Linked DNA regions of Triticum aestivum: region 1 is linked to region 2. The links are chromatin contacts, called in public Hi-C maps. All regions are on one chromosome and are shown on one strand. The core of a region is the stretch at or near the end of the contact, and the rest is flanking DNA. Distances in the headings are between cores, read along the strand shown. Region 1 holds the start of LOC123148387 (F-box only protein 8-like). Region 2 has its middle 13 kb from the start of LOC123148386.

Region 1 (4,055 bases), core at 592-3,091, 410 kb before region 2:
TGCTTGACGTGCTCCGCCACTGCCCACTTGCCGAGCTCTTGGACGTGCGGTTCATTGACGCCCCCAATTGGATACCAGGCTACTTGGGCGAATGTGGCAACGGGATAAGCCACTGCAACAGTGGCGGCAATGAGGAGAAGGAGACTGCAAGTCCTCATGGTGACAGATTTATGGTGGTACGACTTTGGGTTGATGGATGCGCTTATGTAGCTTGGGGATCAATCAAGTTTCTTGTTGTTGTGCTGGTTAGGTGAATGAGGTGCATGACATCTAAATATATATGGCCATTGCAAGGTAGATATTAATTGCATACATATCCACCACAAGCAATTCAGTAGTATCAATCAATTAGATGCATATCCAAATTGTTGTACTAAAGTACTTCCTAAAATGAAGTGTGGTCATTAAGAAATTCACATGATATCATTGATGGATTATTTTCTGCTGTTTCAAGGCTTGGATTCTATTGGTATATTCATAGACCAAGTTACTTTTCAAAATAAGACGACATCGACCTATTCCAACGGTGTACATTGGCCAATTGTGCACCGACCTAGAATCCACAAATGGCGTTGGTCGATGAAGACAACGCGATTGTTGGAAATATGACCTAAAGGTAATAATATTATATTATATTATTTTATATATTCATAATTACGAACTTATATTGTATGCTATAACTGCTATGATCTTGGAATATACGATTCAGTAGAAAACTCATATGCACGTGCGGAATGACAAGCGGTAAAATAAGATTCCTAGTGTATAATGTATCCATGGCAAAAAAAAAAAAAGGAATCACAAGGATAGTAATGTTAGGAGCTCGGGTACATCTGCACCAAGTGAAGTAATTCAAAAAGACAACCCGTTTAAAAAAAGCTAAAGAAAACTACACATGAAAGATGAGAGATTCTTCTAGGTGGTTGCAAAGTTTCACGCTCACATGACATCTGAGGAGCTTGGCACAAAGAAAACAATATAAAAGCTCAAAAAATGCCCAAAGCTGCAAAAAAATTGATCTCTGATTATGTTTGTTTTGTACTGAGCTCCTCGGATGCCGTCTCGGTGTGAAAATTTGCACGCACTTACAAGAGTCTTTCATCTTCGATGCGTAATTCTTTTTAGATTTTTTTGGATTTGTTTGATATTTTATTTCCTTTACCTTTCCAACGCGTTTGGCAATATTTGGGAAGGGGGATGGGAGTTTAGTGTAGGGAATTGTATTGAGATTAGATATGGTATGAGTCATTTTATTCTCAATCCTCGGTTTGGCCATGATAGGAATTATTTTTGAGAATTTGAGAATTTGAGGGTATTTGTATTCCTTTGTTTGGTTCATGAGAATTGACAAGGGACTAGACCAGGAAAGTGAACATAAAGTTATGACGAAGGGTTAAGATTGACTCACTAAAATAATTCCCTCTCAACTGCCAACCCCTTCCTCTCCCCTGTTAATAAAACGGTGAGAGTTAGAGTCTCAAGTCCTAGACCTATTCCTTTATAAATTCTCAATCCCCCTAACCAAACAAATGATTTAAAGTCTGGTACCCCTTTAATTTCCATTCCGTGACTTTAATTACCCTCAATCAGACACCCTTTTCATACCGGGGAGCATGAGCTTGGGGTCAGAGTTGGATTTCCGGAACATGAGTAACTTTTTTGTAGGAAAAAAACATGAGTAATTGAAAGGACGTTTCAGTTCACAGTTACCTCCATTAAAAAAAGTTCACAGCGATCTGCTTCTGGGCTAAGCCCAGCCCGTTTGAGAGCTGCTACCATTCCACAGCCCAGAGTTCCATTTCTTCTACGCTTATCTCCATTCCTATTCAGAAAAATCTCCATTCCGACTCTCTCTCCACCGAAACAGAAACACCAACCTCCCCTCGGCCGGCGACCATGGCGGAGGCCGCGGCCGCAGGAGCGACGCCTCTCCTCCGCAACCTCCCCGATGAGATCGTGCTCTGGGAGATCCTCGCCCGCCTTGACCCCAGATCGCTCATCCGCTGCCGCGCCGTCCGCCGCGCCTGGCGCCGCGCCACCTCCACCCGTCGCTTCCTCCTGGCCCACCACGCACGCCAGCCCGCATTCCCCATCGCCGCCGACAACAGGTACCGTAACTTCCTCGCCTTCGACCACCGGTCCGCCGCCACCGCCGACGCCCAGTTCCACACCGTCGCCCGGCTTGGCGGGTCCTTCAGTCTGGAGCTCTGCTGCGACGGCCTCCTCCTCGTCGCCAAGTCTGGCATGCTTGGCAATCGCGCCCGCCTCGCCGTCTGCAACCCGGTAACGCGTCAGCACGCCTCCCTCCCGCCCCTGCCGGACTTCAACATCCTGGGGATGTACCTACACGGACCTACCGACGAGTACCGGCTGTTACTGCAATGGAGGGGCGCAATGGACTGGGGGGACGACAGTGACTTTGACTCGCCTACAGGCAAAAATGGCTGCTATGTCTTTGCGCTGGGATCCGACCAGCCACCGAGGTACATCGGGTTGTCGGAGCCCAAATTCTCGTCGGCTTACTTCCACGGACCTGCCCGGGTGCGTGATAGCCTGCATTGGTGCCTGTTTTATCGCCCAGGCGAGACCCCACTGGAGGATTGTGAGGCTGGATGGGAACTGGTGGTATTTGACACCATAGCTGAGTCATTTCGGCAGATGCATGCTCCAGTTGATCCCACCAAGTCATGCATCCTTGAGATGGATGACATGCTTGGCATCTATTGCTGTAACAAGGCTGCGGAAGTTGTTGATATATGGGTGTTGCCGAACTACGACAGTGAGGTTTGGGACTTGAAGTACCGGGTTGCATTGCCGATCGCAGAAATCAGGGGAAAGCTTGAAGGCCATGATGGTGAGTGCTATTGGTATGTGACCGTTGCTTCGGGTGGTGGTGACGAGCTCTTGCTGGCCAGTTTTGGTCGTTCGCTGTTTTACATTGACACTCATGGCAAACTGGTTGCTAGCTTCCAAGACATCTTTCCCTCTAGGCATCGGCTCAAACAAACTCTTGTTCCGCATGATTTCTTCAGAACAGTAAAAGGTCAGGCTGTCGACGCTTCACCTTTCATCTGACGGATGTTGAGAGAGGCGGTGCTTCTTAACAGGCTAGTTTTCATATCCTCGTGAGTTGTAATGTCTATGTATTGGATCAAGTATGGGCCTGCTGATTTCTTCTTTTTGTGTCAATCAGAAGTGACTGTCATGTGGTTGCATGAAACCTATGCTTGTTTCACACTTTAGATACCATTTCGGGATGAAGTGACTACTGCTTGTGTTGATGCTAAATTTACCAAGCCGTTTTGTTCTGCTTTTGAAATATTGTCGAACTCATCCGCCTCATGTCTCTATTTTCTTGGGCTGAGGACATGCTTTATTCTATATTCATCTAGTGTTCTTCTCCATACTTGATATTAAGCATTCTTTATGCCTCACATCACTGTTTCTTGAACTGAAGAATTGATCGATTTACCTCTTGATCTAGTGGTCTTCTTAATAGTCAATTTTTTTGTGTGTTTGCTGTTTGTACCCTTTGTTGTAGCTGGCAATGAGAAGAGGCAGGTTTTACTCCTTGCCGACTTGAAGCTGCACCTGACTTCTAGAATACCTTGGAGCACAACTAATTTAATTAAATGCTTGCATGTTGCATCATAGTCAACTTCTCAATGAATTGTTCTGTTATAATTCAGTTTTCTTCATGCATCTATCTATCACATCTACCACCGTCAACTGTGGCTGTCTGTTGCTGGTTATAAGTTAACTAGTATATGAGCTCAGTTGATGTGATCCTCTCGTAAATTAAACTTGGCTTATGCAGGATCATGTATTGGATTGTAGGCTTGCAGCAATGTGCATTTGTGGGAGATGATTGATGGTCATAGAGCCATCTTATGTGTGTCTGTCTTGATAGCTTCGAGCAGATCTATTTATTGCAGGATTTAGACATGTTTTACTTTAACAAATGATTCCAAATCCTTTTGATTTCTTGTGTATAAGATTTTAGGCTAGGTTTCAATGTCATATTTACACCCTTTGCTCAATAGCTAATAAAATAA
Region 2 (4,272 bases), core at 1,168-3,667:
GGGACACATGATAGCTATGCTACCCTCAATTACTAGTTATCCACTCTTGGGTGCTCCTTATGTGCTTCAGCACATGTGTGAGTTAATGCTTGCTTTCAGAAAAGGCCGGCCGTATTTACACTTCCAGGAGTCAAATACCAGATGGTTATCACATGTTACAACAGTTCTACATCATGTTGACAAAGAAATTCAGCAAAGCGCAATGCATTCAATTGTTGGAGCCACACCACTTGATACAAAAGGAAATGAATTGTTTACTGGAGGACCTCAGCCCATTATTCACTTTCACTTGCTATGGAAGATAATTCTTATGGTGCCTATACTCACCAACTTGTCTGGCTTCCTTGATGGCATTCAGTGCAACACAGAGAAATTATTGACTGCTTCCCTACATTATTCTACACCATTCCAATGGCTAATTGCAGGGCCATTCTCTAATTGCTTCAATGTCAGCCCGGGAAACTTCTATGTGCATTACCTCAGAACGCTAAAACTGCATTTAAGCGAGTGGGTGTCATGTTTGTCATTTTCTGCAGTGAGATGCCCTTTTAGTTATGGATCATATTTTACTATCACGAGAACTATGTCCACTAAATTTACAGTTGAAAAGAAACAACCATTGAACTGCTTTTGCCAATTCTTGTGTGGGCTAAGGTTGTGGGATCCTGGCATTTCCCCAATGACGAAAAATAGCCACCTGGTAGTGCAGTTCATGTGTGCAATGGGAATAGTCAATGGGTGTTTGGGAAGCTCAGCCACAATATATTGCTTATGCTGGACATGTCAGTCGTCTATGGGATGTTATGTTGACAAGTTCTGTGATCTGGGTTATGTATTTCCGAAGGAGCATAACAAGCTATGCACCGTGTGGACTTCTTTTACGGCGAACCTGCTGTCCCGGGCAACACGCGACAAGGACCATGGGCCACTGATACTTCTAACTACTGGAACACATCATCGACCAACCCTAGATGATGTGCTCTGGACATGGGACCCTGGTGGTTTCACTTTGCTGGGCTTGGGAATAGGTCAACATGGTCCTCCTGGAGGTATAATAGAAAATATTCAGAAATTTCACATTGAGTTGGGCATATTGAACACCACCAAGCACACTTATGGGAAGGATTGCAAATTCTTTCTCCAGCTTGGGATTAGCAGTACAATCATCTCCATGCACATACTACTACTACCACTACTACCATATGATCAAGATGGATTAGCTCTTCCGCTAGACGAGTGTGGCGACATTCCTAATTCAAAGATGTTCATCATCGGCTTGAGGGCCGGCCGAATTTCAAGGGAGGGAGAGTGTAACACCCCACCTATGGGCTGCCGTCAGGGCGTTTGTTACCCGGGCTTCGGTGGGCCGTGGACCATCGTTGTGTGGATTCGGTAGGAGTAGTGGTATAAGTATTGGGCTTGTAATCCTGAGGGAGTCATCGATCAGAAAAAGAAACAAGGCATTAGCCTTCTCCTTCTTTCAGTTCGCCTCCTTCATCATCTCATGCTTTGCTGATCCCCATCCCATACTCCGATTCCTCTGAATTCTCACCCATTTGCTATTGTATCCGAGTGGACCATCATGATCTCAACCCAATCATAGGTTGGGTCATGACACTTGAGGGAGGGATTGGGGATCAAAATCCACGAAGAAAACCTTCAGATCTGTAAGATTCGGGAAGGGATTTGAGAGGGGGAGAGAGAAAACCGCAGTCGGCGTCTCTCTGTTCGTATGTTCTTGGGGGATGTGTGTGGGCTGGCCCGCTGCGGGTACTAAGGCAGAGTATAGCGCCTAACATATCGGCGTTACACTGTCTAGTGTGGCGCCTTAGGCAGGGGTGCTACTTAACTAGGGTGGGGCTGGCCTGCCCTCAAGTGCCACGCTGACAAGCTGTGTAGCGTCTGTCATGTCCGACGCTATCTGAAAAGATTAGCTAGGTGAAATACTTTTACGGACGGTTCATTATGTGAATTTGTTTCTTCCTTAGGTTATTTTTGTCCGTTTTGCCCCGGCCTTTTCTTTCGCCTGCGTTTGCTTGCTGCTGCGGCTTTGCTCGTTCCGCTCACTCTTTTCCCGAGTACGGCTGCCTGCCTCTCTGCTGCGAGGAGTGTCCCTGTTCAGGCCTTCTCTTCTGGGACGGCGGGTGGTGTCGGTCTCAGCGCCATGCTTCTGCTTTGGCAGGGGCGCACACACAGCCACATCTGCGGTGTGGTGCGTGCGTACGCAGGCGCAGCCCTCACCGGGGCTTGACGCTGCTTTGACCGCTGCGCTGCGCGGATGCGACTCCGCTGCCTGCCCGCGGCGCTCGGTTTCCTGCGCGCGACGACGTGACCGGGTGGGGGTGCCATGTCCGTCCATGCGCGGGATGTGTCTCTCTGTACTACTTGGCGAGGTGCGACTGGGTGCGTAGGCGTGGCCGTGTCGGTCGGTGTGATTGCCTGTCCTGGAGTTGGTGGAGGGCGTGTTGACCCGACCGCATGCGGACGGGGGTGGCCCGTGCTCGGGCTGTCTTTTTGGCTGGGGAAGGACAGCGAGATCCGATGGGATGGCGACGCTTCACGGAGTTTCGTTTTCCGGGTCCGAGTTTGAGCAGGTTTTGAACGGCAGGGGGGAGCTACTACTGGCACCACGTTTCGATGGAGATTTCACGTTCTGTGCAGGTGTCTAGTCTAGCTATAGTTGTTGTTGCTATCACACGTTCTAACTCAACCCCGACGTGGCCGTGGCTGATTCAATTTCCTAAGAATGACCAATATTTGGCGGCAACGGCGTATAGTGCACAATTTCTTGGCCTCGTCGACTCAGATATACCTCTTTGCGTGTGTAAGAATTGGGCTTCTCTGAAATGCATTTTTTTTTTGCTTTGTTGGTCATTAACAATAGGATTTGGATGGCTGCCCGGCTTCGGCGCAAGGGCAGGCCAAACTGTAACCTTTGCCCGCTATGCAAACAAATGCCAGAATCAGCAGCTCACCTTCTCTTTCAATATTGTTACACAGCTAAAGTTTGGGGTATGATTAAAGCATGGCTTGGTTTACATGATGCCCATCCTACTGATTGGGGAGGTATGGTTTTCGTTAAGGAGTGGTGGCGCAACATTGCTTCCGGCGGGTCACAATTTTGAAGGGCGCTTCTTCCCCTTATGCATCTTATCTCTTGGGAAATCTGAACGAGCGAAATGCACGTGTGTTCCACAGCACCGCTATTTCGGTCGGGTTGCTTGTGACTCGCATCAAACCGAAAACTTGGTTGTGGTGCCTTGTCGGGGCGAGATGTTTGTGTAATATAATGCCGCGAGAGTAATGTCTGTAACCTGCCATTTGGCCAAGACTTTTAAACCTTCTTCTTATATGAAAATGGCAAGCCTTTTGCTTTTTTGAAAAAAGGAAGATTAGTACAGAAATCCACCGGCTTGTATAGAGGCCTTGCTGCCCCTGATCGGATCGGAGGAAGATGAAGAGCAAGAGAAAGCCATGGGCGATTAGAGGCTGGATAATTAATTTTTGCAGGTTCCTATGTATGGTTTGCTGAATCATTTCATTGCCTACAGAGTACTAGTAGTTCTTTTTGAGAGAGAATACATAGTTAGTAGTGTGTCCCTTACTTTGATTATTCAACCCTCAACGTACCTGCTATTTTTACCGAGTATGTCAAATTTGGGGCCTACTGATCTGGTGGCCGTGTGCAGGCGCACACCCTTCGCAGGTGCCTGGTGGTACGGGCGTTCACGCAAGTAGAGAGTCAACACCAAAGTTTGCCGGAGTAAAAACATGAGGTTAAAGCACCGGAGGCCCACAAACTTTTTTTTTAGGGGAGGCCCACAAACTTGGTTGGTCCCTGATGGTTCAGTTCACAAATTTGCAAAAGCAAGCTCCACTACCCGGGGCCAACGGGAGTCCTATTTACCGCGCACAGAGGGGTGGGTAGCGATCAATCGCGCAAGTGCCCGCGAGCTCGCACACTATTCGGCCGGCCCAGTATGGCTGGCTGGGTTTCTCTCCCACCGGTTTTGGGTAGATTCTTGAACCATTTTCCCCTTTTTTTTCATTCTTGTTTTTTCTCTTGTTTTTTTCTTTCTTTTATCTTTTTATCTTTATCAATTCCGCAAACTTCTTTTCAAACTCGTGGACTTTTTACCTAATCCGCAAACATTTTCTCAAACATGTGGTTTTTTCTTCTGAAAATTGCGAATTTATTTTAAATTTACGAATTGTTTCGTAAATTGTGAACAAATCAACTTCACAATAATTTTTCAAGTTGTGGTTTTTTAA

What was found. A called contact is a pair of places that touch in the nucleus more often than the background predicts.
Region 1: a Hi-C map of leaf shows a contact between it and region 2, with 4 times the contacts expected there. The contact joins the promoter of LOC123148387 here to the enhancer-like site in region 2. A contact is called at or near these places in 5 of 5 Hi-C or Micro-C datasets (leaf, root and an unstated tissue).

Annotation. Positions count from the first base shown.
Region 1 is chr7A:577,956,058-577,960,112 of IWGSC CS RefSeq v2.1, reverse strand. It overlaps LOC123148387 (F-box only protein 8-like), which reads left to right and starts at 1,841. Exons shown (of 1, transcript XM_044567782.1): 1 at 1,841-4,055. The coding sequence starts at 1,897. The coding sequence ends at 3,075.
Region 2 is chr7A:577,551,341-577,555,612 of IWGSC CS RefSeq v2.1, reverse strand. No RefSeq gene overlaps it. Among protein-coding and RNA genes, the nearest start is that of LOC123148386, 13 kb to the right of the region's middle. Within about 2 kb of position 2,417, at least 3 of the 8 cell types and tissues checked have an H3K27ac peak or open chromatin away from gene starts, as enhancers often do. A contact at or near this core is called in leaf, where this site is marked.